Regions from separate parts of the Sus scrofa genome. Here region 2 is linked to region 1. A link is a contact called in public HiChIP or PLAC-seq data. All regions are on one chromosome and are shown on one strand. Each heading gives the region's core, a stretch centred on a gene start, on an enhancer-like site or on the middle of the called end of the contact. The rest is flanking DNA. Distances are from core to core; before and after follow the strand shown. Region 1 holds the start of SMAD3 (SMAD family member 3). Region 2 overlaps SMAD3 (SMAD family member 3).

Region 1 (7,269 bases), core at 4,490-6,989:
GGCTGTGTCTTTGGAGTAAACAGAACAGTTAGCTTACTGACTACCATGTGCTGAGCACGTTGTATTATTACAGCTCCGCGGCAGAGGGTGGGGTTAACATCCTACTCAGTAGCACACAGACGTCATCATTACAGATCCACAGATTCATCTATTTTCCCTATTTAGCCTTCTTTCTGATTCACATAAGCCCACCCTTGAACACCTATTCTGTTGTGTTGCACGTATATTTTTTTCTACGTTTTTTTATTGTAATAAAATATAGATAGCATAAAAGGGATCTTTTTAACCATTTTTAAGTATATAGTTCTGGGGCATTAAGTACGTTCATGTTGCTGTACAATCATCACCACCACCCAACTCCACCCATAATCACCCACCACCTGATGGATGAAAGGTCTAGTCCCGACTAGATCCTGACTTATCTCCGGGTTGAAAATCCCCTCTCTTCACCAGGTGTCACTTTATGTCTGGGTAAGATGAAGAATTTTTCATCTTCCCCATCTCAAACTCCATACCCATTAAACACTACCCCACCCCCGCCTCAACCCCTGGCAACCACCATTCTAATTCTTGTCTTGAATTTGACAGTTCTAGGTACCTTATGGGAATGAAGTCATAAAGTATTTGTTCTTTTGTGACTGGCTTACTTCACTGAGCCCAAGGTCTTCAAGGTTCATCCAGATTGTAGGATATGACAAGATTTCTTTCCTTTTTAAGGCTGAATAATATTCTATTGTAAGTGCATATACTATATTTTGTTTGTACATTCATCCGTCAATAGACTTACTTCTATATCTCGGCTATCAAGGATAACCCTGCTACAAACATGTCTATACAAATAGCTCTTGGGGTCCCTGATTTTGCTTCTTTAGGGATATATGCCTAGAAATGGCATTGCTGTGTCAAGTGATAATCCCATATTTCATTTATTGAGGAACTGCCATTCCATTTTCTACAATGCTATACTATTTTACATTCCTACCAACCATGCCCAAGAGTCCCCATTTTCTATACGTCCTTACCAACATTTATTTTCTCCTTTTTCTCTTCTTTTTTGGCCACCCCCACAGCATGTGGAAGTCCCCAGGCCAGGGACCAAATCTGAGCTGGAGCTACGCCACAGCTGCAGCAATGCCAGATCCTTAACCCACGATGCCATGGTGGGAACGCCTATATTCTTGTCTTTTTGCCATTTCTTGGGCCTCTCCTGTGGCATATGGAGGTTCCCAGGCTAGGGGTCGAATCGGAGCTGTAGCCGCCGGCCTATGCCAGAGCCACAGCAACTCAGGATCTGAGCTGCCTCTGCAACCTACAGGCCTGCTCAGGGCAATGCTGGATCTTTAACCCACTGAGCGAGGCCAGAGATGAACCACAACCCCCACGACGGGAACTCCGATATTCTCCTTTTTTGATAAGAGCCATCCTAGTGGGTATGAAGTGGGTCCACGGGTATCTTTTTGTTTCTATGACTTCTTTCAAAATTGAAGGTTACTTTGTGTCTATATAATTTTTTACATAAGTAGCATTATGTCATTTGTTTCATTCTGTGTGCTTTTTGACTTGGAACTGTTTTGAAGATCCACCCCTTTGTTCTGTGTACATGGAACTCATTGTCTCTAACTTGTGCATAGTACTCTATGGGGGCACCAAACATGTCCATGTGTATTGAAGGCCTACTGTGTGCTTGGTGAAAGCTCTCAACCTGGGTTGATTTCCTACAGCGATCTGAAGAGGTAGGTATTATTATTCCCATTGTACAAATGAGGAAACTGGCACACAGAGTTAAGCGACTTGCCCAAAGTCTTACAGCTGAAAATGGGGGACTGGACATTTTACTTCAGGTCTCTCTGGTGCCACAGGAGAGCTCACATGTGTAAGATGCTACAAAGAGCCAAGAAAGAGTTCTGACTGAAGACAGAAGTGCTCTCTCAGGTGAGGGCCCTCTGAGGAAAAGTCTAGTCCTGACTAGATCCTGACTTATCTCCGGGTTGAAAATCCCCTCTCTTCACCAGGTGTCACTTTATGTCTGGGTAAGATGAAGACAGACCAATTTTATTGCTCTTTCTAGATTCACCTCTTAGTGATGAACACCCTTTTGGCAAATGGAAAAATCACCAGAACTGAAGACAGGTGTTTGTTTCTTTCCAGCATTCCACCTGCCAGCCGCTCCAAAGCCATGAAAACCTTCTGGCAAATCCTCTTGCGAGGCTCCTCCCCATAGGACTATTCCCAGTGAAATGGAGTTACCGCCTCCGGCCCCATCCCACCTCTCTTGAACTTTGCACTCGCTGTGATAAAAAATTAACCCAGCTAATGTTTCCCGTCCAAGGACAACCTCTGCAGAAGCTGGCCAGGCTGGGCCCCAGCAGACCAGGCACCAGATCAGAGTTCCTACCATCCAGAGCCACCCACCTGCTCACCGACCGAGGTCAAAGGAGCATGTAGGGTCCTCTTGGCCCCCAAAGAATCCAAGCCTCAGCCCTCCTCACTGCTTTGTGTAATTGAGCTGACTTCCCCAACTCTTCTAGTGGAGGAACTGAGGAGGCCAGAGGAGAAAGAACTGGCCCGGAAGTGGCACTTGTTGGACTCACACGTGGGTCTGGTGGTGTTTTTCTGCATGTACAGCTGTCCCTGTCCCGTGGGTGCCAGCATATGAAGGCAGTGCAGGACAGCATGGTTCAGCCATGCTAACTAGCTGCTGACTAGTTACTGCCTCCCCTCAGGAAGACAAGGGGCCCTTCCTGTGCCATGATTCAGAGGCTTAGGATCATGACAGGCCCGCCCAGTGCATTCAATCCTCGATCTCTCTTAGGCTCCTGACCTCCAGAGTGCAAACTGCCCTTCACCACACCTGGCATCTGCCTGATAAAATGAAGGGCTTCCACGGATGGAGAACAGCGTTAGCGCTCTTTCTAGGTTCGTAATAAGAATTGTGTGCTCCATTCTTACAGCTGAAGAGAACAGATGCTCAGTGTGGTGAAGGGAGAGGGAGAGCTAAGATCGAAAGCCAGGTCAGTCATGATGAAGCCGGAGGTCCTTTGACTGGATCTGACTGCCTCTCAACAGTTGGACCTGCCTGATTTGATCTTCAGGTTAAAAGGAATGTTTTACTGGGATGATGGCAAGGGCCCTTTTGCAGGCACACAGCTAGGGAGCTCCTTAGGTTAGGGACCTAAGTTCTTTCATTGGATTCCCAGCAGTGGAGGTGCTCCATAGACATAAGTCTAACCGAATGCTGCCTTCCATTCTGCTTGGCTCTTTACTCTTCATACGGAGTTCCTGGGCCAGGGATCAGATCCAAGCTTCAGTTGCGAGGCACTGTGCTGGACCAGGGATTGAACCTGCATCCCAGCACTCAGAGACACCACTCACTGATCCCGTTGCACCACAGTGGGAACTCCCCCAAGGCGTGTTTCTATTTCTTTACAGCACTTGATGTTTGCAAAGCTTTTCCCATTGGATCCCCACAACCACCCTAGGAGGTTGAGAGGAAAGCTACTTCTAGCCCCATTTTACAGGTGAACAAACATTTCTTGTAGTATCACAATAGTGCACCTGTGTAAAGAACTTTTGTGTTGCAAAGAGCTCCATCTGTGATGTCACCTTCACCCTCCCAGCTCTGTAAGGCAGCTGGCTGGGTGCAGTGGCAAGAATGTGGACCGAGGCCTCACAAGTCACTGGGTCCCAATCCCAATTCTGCCCTGGGAATCTCGAGTACATGTTATAACCTCCAACCTCAGGTGCTTCATTTGTAAATGGGAGGCTGGGGGACATTTACCTCCAGAGCCACTGTGAAGACAAAATCAGAGGAAAGCACTTGGGCTACCTGGAAGGAAGAAAGCCATCAATAAATGTTGATTGCCTTCCTCCCTGCTCTGGTCTGAGGAGGGCTGGGAGGAAGGGAGTGAAATGAGATGACGCTGGCTGCCAGTTAGCTTGGGGATGGGCCAGGAAGGGGAATCAGGTCATTAAGCCCGGGTTGGGGTTCAGGGATTCCCCCTTAAGGTCCCAGCAGGCGGGGAGTTAGAAGAGAGGAAGACAAGGAGCCCAGTTAGTGCTCAGCCCCAGTGCGGACAGGCTGGTAGGAGGGCAGTCACTCCTACTTGCAGGGGTCCCTGCGCTTCTGGGCTGATTTTGTGGATTAGGCCACACCTCACAGAGCTTTGTGACTCCCCACCCGCCAGAGTTTGCAGATAACTTCTTTCTCACCACAGGAGTTTCCTGCTGTTAAAAACAAACAAAGGCTAGAGGCCTGGTAGGGGAGGGGCAGCAGGAGAAAGGCCCTGGGGTCCTGGGGTAACTCCTGAAAGCAGCTGCAGGAGGGGTCTGGGGGCAGATGCCCTTGAATTGTGCTTCTGGGGAGAGAAGCCCCAGAGGGCCCCCAATATCTTGGTATTTCTTTGCTTCCCACCAGAGCTAATTTGGAATACATAAGGTTCCCCGGTACTGCCCTCTTGCCCCACTTTTTTGCAAGTTCACAGCTTTGAAAACAAAGCTCTTGCCTTCTATTTATAGGGTGTTGAATTTCGGCTCTTTGCTCATCATAAGATTCCAAATACCCTGTAATGAAACTTTTCCTCCAAAGATAAATTCTGAAGCGCCCCGTCCTGAACTCAACGGATACCTTTGAGGCCCGTTTTCTGCTGGGCACTTGTTTCCCAAGGCCCCTGGGACCCCCTGGCTCCAGTTATTATACAGGGAGTCACTAGGGTCCCCGAATCTCCACTTCTGAGAGCGAGCCCCTTCCTAATCCCTCCTTCGCACGGTCTCGGGGCTCTAAACCGGTAAGATCTCACCGGTGCTAGAATTAAAGGAGCCCTAGAGTCACCGGCGCCACCAAGGTCCCTAACCGGGATTCGCGTGCCCGCATACCAGTGCGCTGCCAGCCTTCCTGGGCCTCAGCTTTGCGCACGCCCTCTCTCGGACCCGGGTCCTCCCAGGGATGCACGGCCAGCCTGCGGCCAGACGTCGTGCGTTCGTGCGAGCCTAACCCTCTCGGGCCCGCCACGCCAACTGAACTTTCTTAGTGTGGGTTCCGAGAGCGGACGCCACGGCCCGAGCCCGGCCCTCCCGTCCGGGGCCCCTCTCGCCGCTCCTTTCCCACGACTTCCTCCCGGCGCCCGCCGGATTCAGGTCAGGGCCGCGCGGGGTCTTGCGAGCTCCAGCCAGGTCCGCCGCAGCCCCCGGTCGCCCACGTGGGCGTGCTCCGCGCCGGGCGGGGGACGGCCCGGCGCCCTCCCGGAGGCGGGGGGCGGGCAGGGCGCCCGCGGGAGGAGGCGGCGGGGCGCGGGGGAGGAGGCGGGGAGCCCCGGCGGCAAGGGGGCGGTGACAGCGCTTGGAAAGGAGGCTGCACGCGGATTTGCATGAAACACAGACTGGGAGCGGGCGGGAGCGGGAGCGGGAGCGCGGCGCACGCCCCGGGCCGGCCCAGCGAGCGAGCGAGAGAGCCGGGAAGGAGGAGGGCAGCAGGGAGGCGAGGCTGCCGAGGCGGAGGGATCTGCGCATCAAAGCGAGCGAGGCGAGCAAAGTTTGGCTGAGGGTTGGACTTTCCTTCCTGGAGGCGGCACCCAAACAGCCACCCCGTGCGGAAACCCAAACTTTCTTCTGCCACTCGGAGCCCCGCGGCCGCCGCCTCCGCCCCGCGTCCGGGGCCTTCCCGATCCCGTGCCGCTGCCGCCCGCCCTTCTCCCCGCCGCTCTTCTCCTCACCGAGGGAGCCGCCCGGGGCACAGGGCCGCACGCCGAGCCCCGCAGGCTGCAGCGCCGCGGCCCGGCCGGGAGCACCGGCAAGTTCGCCGAGAGTTGAGGCGAAGTTTGGGCGGCCGCGGCCAGCCCGGCCGAGCTCCCCGCTGCGCCCCCGGCGTTCCGCCGCGCCCAGCCCCGCCGGGGGCGCCCCTCGCCGCCCGCGCGCCCTCCCCAGCCATGTCGTCCATCCTGCCCTTCACGCCCCCGATCGTGAAACGCCTGCTGGGCTGGAAGAAGGGTGAGCAGAACGGGCAGGAGGAGAAGTGGTGCGAGAAGGCGGTCAAGAGTTTGGTCAAGAAGCTCAAGAAGACGGGGCAGCTGGACGAACTGGAGAAGGCCATCACCACGCAGAACGTCAACACCAAGTGCATCACCATCCCCAGGTGGGGGCCCGAGGGACCCTGGGGCGCGCCCGCCCAGCCCCCTGGCGTGGCGGGGGGTTGGAACGGAGGGGTGGCCTGGGTGCCCGTGTGTGTGTAGGGGGGGGGCGGTGGGAACACAGACAGGAAAGCGGGGGACCCCAAACAAAACCTTCTCTGGATTTGCAGAGATTCAGAGCCTGAGGCTTCCACACGGCATTCGCGCTCCCAGACCTCGTATTCGCTTTTCACCTCCGGGAAAGCGGGTGCTGCTGGAATCGGCGGCCCCCACCCCGGGGGAGCTGCGGGCTAGAACTTGAGGCCCGCTTTGTTCAGCTCCGCGGGCCGGAGCCCCTCCTCCGCCGCCGCCTCCCGCCCCCGCGGCCCGCGCTCGTGGAGGTGGTGGTGTCTCTCCCTTTCTTTTCTTCATCCCTGTCCCCCCACTTCTTTCCTCCTCGGCAGGAATGCAGTCCGTACAGCTGGGGCTGTGGGTGAGGAGCGGGAGCCTCGTGATTGACAGATTCCTTCTTCGTTCTCTCTTTGCCTTCGGGATTAGCATTTTTATCGAGTATTTTTAGATTCGGTTGTGCCAGTCTCCCGCCCCCTCCGCACACACACGCACTTTACTTGCAGTGGGGTGGTCTGACTTTCAAATGAGAGAGATAAGTGGCAGAGGGTAGGGTCTTCTCCCCCGACTGTTTTTTGGCCCACCTTTCAGCCATAGATTGCGAGTGGCTGCAAAACGCGGGGGGCTGAGAACTGAGGAGATAACAAAACGCACCCCAAAGGGGGGCCTCGCCTCGGCCCTCGCATTCCTACAGAGCCTTCCTTCCCAAAGCGCTGTGCCATCTGTCTGGACCTCCTTTATCCTCCACTTTGCGCTAGCTAGGTCAGGCGGGAGCTCACAGATGGCTGATAGAAGGGGTCAGTGACTTCTCTCCACTCCCCAGGGCCTTCTTTTAGCTTCGCTGCGCCTGGCTGGGAATTGGGGTGTGGGGGCACCATAGTCTCCTGTCTTTCCCTCTCAGCCAGCCCCCTTTAGAAGTCCGATTCTGCTCCAAGGGAGTGTGTGTGTGTGTGTGTGTGTGTGTGTGTGTGTGTGTGTGAGAGAGAGAGAGAGAGAGAGAGAAAGTGTGTGTGTGGGGGGGCAGGGTGGGGTGGGGTGG
Region 2 (6,804 bases), core at 2,593-5,092, 120 kb after region 1:
CGTGAGGGCATTCAGGCAGAGGGAACATTATGGGCAAAGGCCCAGCGGTGATGGAGGGCAGGGCACGTGTGGGCAGCGCTCTGGCTGCAGCAGAGGCCCTGTAAGAGACAGTCAGGGATCATGTTTTGAAAGTTTGATGGAACCAAGCCATGGAAAGATGTGAGAAAGTTTTGTTTTTATTTGGGGGCCCTGTTGAGGGTTTTCTGAGTCGGGCTGTGAATCCCACTTGTACTCCAAGAGGAGTCAGGCTCACCCCAGACGGTGGCTTGAACAGGGCCAGGTCTGGGTAGAGGACCAGGCAGGAGGTGATCTTATCCAAATCCTTTTCACAGCAAAAGCGGAGGCAGAAAGCCCCCGCGAAACCCACTTTTCCCAGGGCGGGCAGCCGCAGAGCATGCAGTGTGCCTGACTGGGAGAGTGTGTAGCTTAGGTCGTTGCCTGTGGGGGTGTGTGTGTGTGTGTGTGATGTCTTCCTGCCTGCTAAGTAGCAGGTGATGCTGGAGAGCAGTGGGCCACTGGCAGGGTCAGCTTAAGAAGGAAGAGTCTGGGAGTTCTTGATATGGCTCAGGGGTTAAAGGCCTGACGTCTCTATGTGGATGTGGTTCAATCCCTAGCCTCAATCAGTGGGCTAAGGATCTGGGGTTGCTGTGAGCTGCAGTTTGGGTCACAGGTGCAGCTCAGATCTGGTGTGGCTGTGGCTGTGGCCTGTAGCTCCCATTTGACCCTGGCACAGAGGGAACTTCCATATGCCATAGGTGCCTTTAAGAAGACAAAAACAAAAAAAAAAGAAGAATGCAGAGTCTGAGTTGCCTAGCGATGCTGTTTCCGGGATGTCACATGGTTGTGTTTACAGAGCACATGTCTATCTCGGGTCTCACTTAGTTCCCTCCAGTAACCCTAGCTCTACAGGGGGAGGCATGTTGAAGAGACAAGTTCAGAGAGGTTAAGCCACCTTCTAAGGACACACAGCCAGTAAGTGGCTGAGCCAGGATGAGCCTATCGCTGTGTGCTTCTTGCTGCTTGCTTGGCAGGGGGCTGGAGCCCACCTTTGACCCTGCTTCACCCCGCTTCCCCTCAGAGAAAAACGAGAAGAGGAAGCCAGGCTGCGTTCTTGACTTTGTGCCCATCCCTTCACCCCGCCCTCCTTGTCTCTGGTGAGGGCAAAGCTGGCTGTGGTGGTGGTTGTTAGCTCATGGAATGTCAGAGCTGGGGGCCTTTGAGGCCAGTCTCTCCTTTACAAGGGAGACACAGGGCTTAGAAGAGAAAGTGACCAGCCCAGAGTCACACAGCAAGCCGAGGGGCCCAGGGTGGCCCATTAGCAAGTGTCACCTCAGCTCACCTTTTGGGCATTTCCAGCATGTGCTTTTTGTCTTTTATTTTTCCGGTTGACACATTCCTGGCACAGAGGCGGCAGGACTTCAAACAAAAGATTTATTATAAACTTCATGTGTGCCTGTCTCTAGTTTTCCTGCCTGGGGAGTTAGGCATACACCTTGGCTTTGCTGCGAATGTCACCTTGACCCAGTCTTGTGCCCACAAGGCCAAATGTGGCCCAGACCTCTTTTTCCCTCCCGGCCCCGGCAGAGGTGGCTTCCTCAGTGAGGCTGGGGTGGAGGGCAGCCAGGGACCCTCTGCAGAGCTTCCTGTGGGCACGGCCTGCCTCCGGCACTCCCGCCATGCAAGAGCAGGGGCTGCTGTTGCCCAGGCTGTCCGCCACACCCCACACCACCATGGACCTTCTGTTCTCTCTGTTCCCTGGAGTCTTGCCTTGGCCCCTTTGCCCAGGGCAGGGCCACCTCTCCCCGCCCATCTCCCTTGTTCCTGGGCCCACCTTGCTAACTTCCTCAGCATTCCCACTCTGGGGCTCGGAGCCTACAGGCCAGTGTTTAACTCCCCCCTCACCCATGTCAGCTGCGTCCGCTTCAGGGCGGTGATGGCTTCAAGGGCAGGGAGTGGGAACACTCGTCCAGGTGAATGGGGGGGGCACCTTCAGCCCGGGGAGGGAGGAGCTCCAGACAGGGGTATTCTCCATGCCCACAATCACTGTTTTGTTCTGTTGGCAGGATGCAACCTGAAGATCTTCAACAACCAGGAGTTTGCCGCCCTCCTGGCTCAGTCTGTCAACCAGGGCTTTGAGGCCGTGTACCAGCTGACACGGATGTGCACCATCCGCATGAGCTTCGTCAAGGGCTGGGGCGCCGAGTACAGGTCAGGGTTGGGGCACCTGGACAGCGGAGTGGGGGCTTCCCAGAAATGAGCTAGCCTGGCCCTCACCCTGAATAGCAGAGGGGCCAGGGATCAGTGGGCAGCTGAGCCCCACTGGGTGAGGAAGGGCTGAGCAGTGCTCGCCTAGCACTTGACTTTCTCAGGCGCTGGATGCACACAGTCCCATTTCAGCCTCACTACAACCTTGGGCAGGGACATGGGCATGGTCCCCTTCGTACAGATGAGGGAACCAAGGTCCAGGGAGGGCAAGCCACTTGCCTGAAGTCACATCATTTGTAGAAAAACTGAGCCTAGAACTGTGCCCCCTTGGTGTCTTTCTCCTAGTTGGCTTTGGGCAGCTGCTTGTACAATGACCCTCCCCGGGAAGTTGGGTCTTCATCCTGGAGTTCCTTCCCTCCTCTGTGGCTCCATCTCTGACCGGAGCGACCCTCAGGACCTAGGATATTAAAACTGAGAAGCAGGGAGGGGACGAGGAGATTTGATAGTCCTACAGGAAGATATCTTACTTGCTCAGAAATGATTTTTTTTTTTTTTCATAATTTCAGACAGTGGTTTCAACATGGCACTGGTTAGGGGTCTCCCTGGTCTGCTCTCGAGTTTCTCAGACTGTTCTGGGGTGGGCTTCAAGAATCCTATTCCTTTTCTCCCCACACCTGGACAGGAGTCTCCCAAGGGGCAGGTCTGTGGGCCCAGCCCCCTGCTCTGTGGCAGACACAGAGGTACCCACACGTCAGCTGGAGCCAGGGCCTTGCAAGTTACTCTCCCCTTCGCTTCATTTTTCCAGATGTTTGGAATCCATTTTGTTTTGCAGTCATTCTGCACCCGAGCCAAACCCATTTCAATATTGGCTCTGGGCCACCGTTTATAATGAAATCCAGATGAGCATGACTTATGGAAAGTCAGATTCTCATTAGAGGATTTCGGTCCATAAAATTCTCCTCTTTCATTTACCGTATTTCAGCTGCTGTTCCCTGTGTCAGCCCCGCAGTGCTGGGGGACGTGGCACCTTGGTCTCTGGGGTCTGAGATCTGGGATGAATGACCAGCGCAACGTTCCCACTGGTCAGCCCTCAGGAGAACTTACAGCCCAGTTATATGGCCTGAGCTGAGCCCAGGCCCAAAGGCCCAACCTGAGGGACCCTTTAGCCTTGGCTGTAATCATGTAGGCAACAAGAATTGAAAGGTTAGAAAATTAGTCTTGTTTTGAAGCTGGGGAAAGGAGATACTTAAAGATGGAATCAAGGGAAAAGAGCCAGAGGGAGGGAGGCCCAGGTGCTCTTTACCACTCAGACTGCAGTCCGGAGGGCCACACTTGGGCACCCAGGTCAGGCAGGCACCGCAGGGCTGAGCCCAGAAGCCCATTGCTAACCTTCCACTTGGGCGAAGCGTGGCCAAGCAAGGATGCTGCTGCCCTCAGGCCTGTGGTTCTTGACCTGGGTGCAGCACCACAGTGCTCCAGCTTCAAGTGCTTGAGAAGTGGCCCCTTGCTGGCAGAAGCCTTTCCCTGGGGGCACTGTGTCACCACACAGGACATACGGCCAGCACACCCAGTGCTGTGCAGCCCACGTCACTGCCACCTGGCAGCACGGTGGAGCAGCCTAACTGGCTGTGCGGCCCCTTCCCAGAACAGTCTCGCCTTCCTTCTGCCTCCTGGGCCAAGGAGAGTAAGGTTTCATCCCTTCCTGTGAGGTGGCCAAAAGCAGGGCCCAGGGCCCAGGCCTCTCACCTCCAGCTGGCACCAGCGCCTCCGGCCTCAGCAGATAGCCTTTGCTCAGGAGGCCTTTGGGAGCTCGCCTGCGAGCTGCGTCATCAACCAGCCCGAATTTAGACAAAGTGCTTTGGGGAAAAGAAACGTGTGGTGTGCCTCAGTTTTTTCCAGTAATTGTTCCATGGCTTGCTCTGCTCGTAAGATTTTCCAAAATAAGGCCATAGATGGGAATTATATCAGCACATCGGGGACCGACGGCATGTGGACTCTGTCGGCGCTTTGTAAAAAACACCCCTCGATCAGACAGACGCACGTCATCGTGGCCTGCTGGGGCTGAAGGCAGGGAGCTGTAGGTGTCTGCTCAGGACAGGGGGGCCAGGGAGACCTTTGCTTGGGCTGGAGCTTCTCCACTGGGGGCCCATCACAGCAACCGGTGGGCCTCTGGGACACCCTGGAATTTGCCTTATGTGTTTCTCTTTAAGGGCCACCTCCTTCCCCGATCTACTCGGGGCCCTTCCTGTTTGGCAGAGTCTGGCCTGGCAGTTTCAGCAAGTTACTGGCACCTCCTCCAGGGCAGGGTCCAGCATGACAGGCCATATCCCTGGCTCTGGGAAGAAGATGGTCCCAAAGCAGGAAAAGGGGTTCTGACTTGTATGTGTGGGCTTCTAGACATTCTTAAAGTCTCCCAACCCACCCCTCTCCCTATGTCTTGCAGGAGACAGACTGTGACCAGCACCCCCTGCTGGATTGAGCTGCACCTGAATGGGCCATTGCAGTGGCTTGACAAGGTCCTCACCCAGATGGGCTCCCCAAGCATCCGCTGTTCCAGTGTGTCTTAGAGACATTGGGTGTGAAGGGGGAGGGTGGGGAGGGCGGGCTCGGGGAAGATGGCTGTGGAGGAGGTGGAGAAATCAGAACTCTACTCACTGTGGTCAAGGAAGAAGACATTTTTCTCCCTCAACCAAAGTGGCACCAGCCTGTTTTCCAAAACACAAAAGCAAACCCGGAGATGGATTTCTATGAACAGCTGTGTCTGCTGAACACATCTTCCCTTTGGCCCCAGCTTGAAGGGCAAGAAATGGCTTCTGCTCTGGCGGCTTGAGCAAACAGGTGGTATCTCACCACCTGCCACCTCCCCCTGCCTCCCCCCCCCCTTTTTTAAGGACAGAAACTGGGATGTCACTGTCCAATGGGAAATGGCCTTCTGATCAGGACCGGAATGTGGAATGGGCCTTGGGTGCTCTAGGCTGGGAGAAGCCCGCAGGGGTGTGAGCACACCTCAGGTCCAGCCCTCTTCCCCCACTGAGCATTCCTGAACCCCAGCTGCAGCAGCAGACCCTGTAACCTGGGGCCTGGACTGACTTGGGGCAGGGAGGGGGCTTGTCTGTCTCTATCCATCTCAGAGCGTACTGATTACAGTGAGCAAGCGAGTGTGGTCACAATGTGCAGAGAGATGGTGGGAAAAGCTGGTGGGACACCGGTTTAAAAACACTCTTAAATTTGTCTTCACTTTCAGCAGTTGGAAAGCTCTGTTGAGGCTCAGTGCATATGTACCAGAGTTTGTATCATCAGCCTCATATGAGAGATTTGAATTACGTCAAGTGTTTCCATGAAGGAAGAGGCAGTCATCTATGATGGTGCTGGGGCTGAGGCAGCACGCTGGTACCCAGATCTCTGGTCACCTGTAAGAGTTCACTCCACATTCTCACATGCTCAGCTATATTGGTTGATGTAGTCAGTTGCATTAATTAAATGAACTTGATCATATGTTCTTTTAAACGTTTGTTTTATATTTAAAAAAAATCTGGATTGGCACATTGACTGGGACACAAGAGTGGGACCCAGCAGTTTCTCTCCCAAAGTGAAGCTTTTCCAGGTTTTGTTGAGAAGACACCTGCCAGCACTTTGGGAAGCTGAAATTAACAGAAGCAAATTCACCAGGAGGGAGAGATCTCAGGCCAACATAGGCAGATGAAAGGGCTATTAAAATTTTTTTTTTTTTTTTACACCTTTGAATATTGCAGGCTTGGTGCAAAGAGGTCTGCCATCTTTCCCCTGGGATGGGAGATTATCTAGCTCACAGTAGAAGCTCATCAGTGACAACTCTAGCAGTTATATGGTGTAATAAGTACTGCTCCCAGTGGCAATTAGTGAGAAAACTATTATAAATTATTTCAACTGGAAAAAAAAAAGAGCCCTCTTTTTCTGGCCTGTTGCAGAATACAGCAGACGAAATTGCCACTTGCCATTGGTACTTTATTCTTTGCTGCTGTTTTTGTATGAAATGACTTATCCCATATTTTTGCATGGATTTCTACCAGGAAACATTAAGGGATTTCCTATGGAAGTCTTGTCTTATTCCAGGTGAAGGGAAGAAAGCATCTACTTTTGGCAGGTATAAACCTCAACTGTGATGACATTTCTGAAGCTATGTGGAGATGTTGGGGGGTGGTTCCTGCCTCACTTGCAGGATCCTAGGTCTGTGATGCTCTAGCCTTGAGGTTTCCAGGTAGGAGAGCTGCTCGCCAAGCCTCTGGAGGACACAGCAAGAGACAGAAGGGGCCTTTTGCCAGGCCTGGGCTGGTCTTCGAGCAGGGCTGTTGACACAGAGCCCAGAGACAACTCATAACCCCTCATTCCACTTGAAAGAGCTGGACACTGCAGGTCTGAAGTTCGTGCCTGGTGTGAAATGATCGTGGACTGCTTCTTACAGACACAGGAAATCATCTGAACCTCCTGGATGTATGTTCCTGCTCCTGGTCAGGTCTGGGGACTCATGGTATGAATTACTATCTCATTTTGGCCTGGGCCGGAGCCACTATGGTGCCCCCTCTAAACGCCAGGGGCAGCAGTCTTTGAGGGTCCATGTTC

Evidence for each region. HiChIP or PLAC-seq counts read pairs in DNA pulled down with a chosen protein or histone mark.
Region 2: a contact with region 1 is called in an H3K27ac HiChIP or PLAC-seq map of skeletal muscle. The contact joins the enhancer-like site here to the promoter of SMAD3 in region 1. A contact is called at or near these places in 1 of 5 promoter capture datasets (liver), 12 of 47 Hi-C or Micro-C datasets (embryonic fibroblasts, heart right ventricle, liver and 4 more) and 2 of 2 datasets of contacts at active chromatin or transcription factors (alveolar macrophages and skeletal muscle).

Annotation. Positions count from the first base shown.
Region 1 is chr1:164,992,718-164,999,986 of Sscrofa11.1, forward strand. SMAD3 (SMAD family member 3) reads left to right here and starts at 5,740. Exons shown (of 9, transcript NM_214137.1): 1 at 5,740-6,127. The coding sequence starts at 5,922.
Region 2 is chr1:165,115,224-165,122,027 of Sscrofa11.1, forward strand. It overlaps SMAD3 (SMAD family member 3), which reads left to right. Exons shown (of 9, transcript NM_214137.1): 8 at 2,064-2,208; 9 at 4,649-5,699. The coding sequence ends at 4,772. Among named protein-coding and RNA genes, the nearest start is that of AAGAB, 74 kb to the right of the region's middle. Within about 2 kb of position 3,843, at least 24 of the 83 cell types and tissues checked have an H3K27ac peak or open chromatin away from gene starts, as enhancers often do. A contact at or near this core is called in liver, omental adipose tissue, retroperitoneal adipose tissue and 1 more, where this site is marked.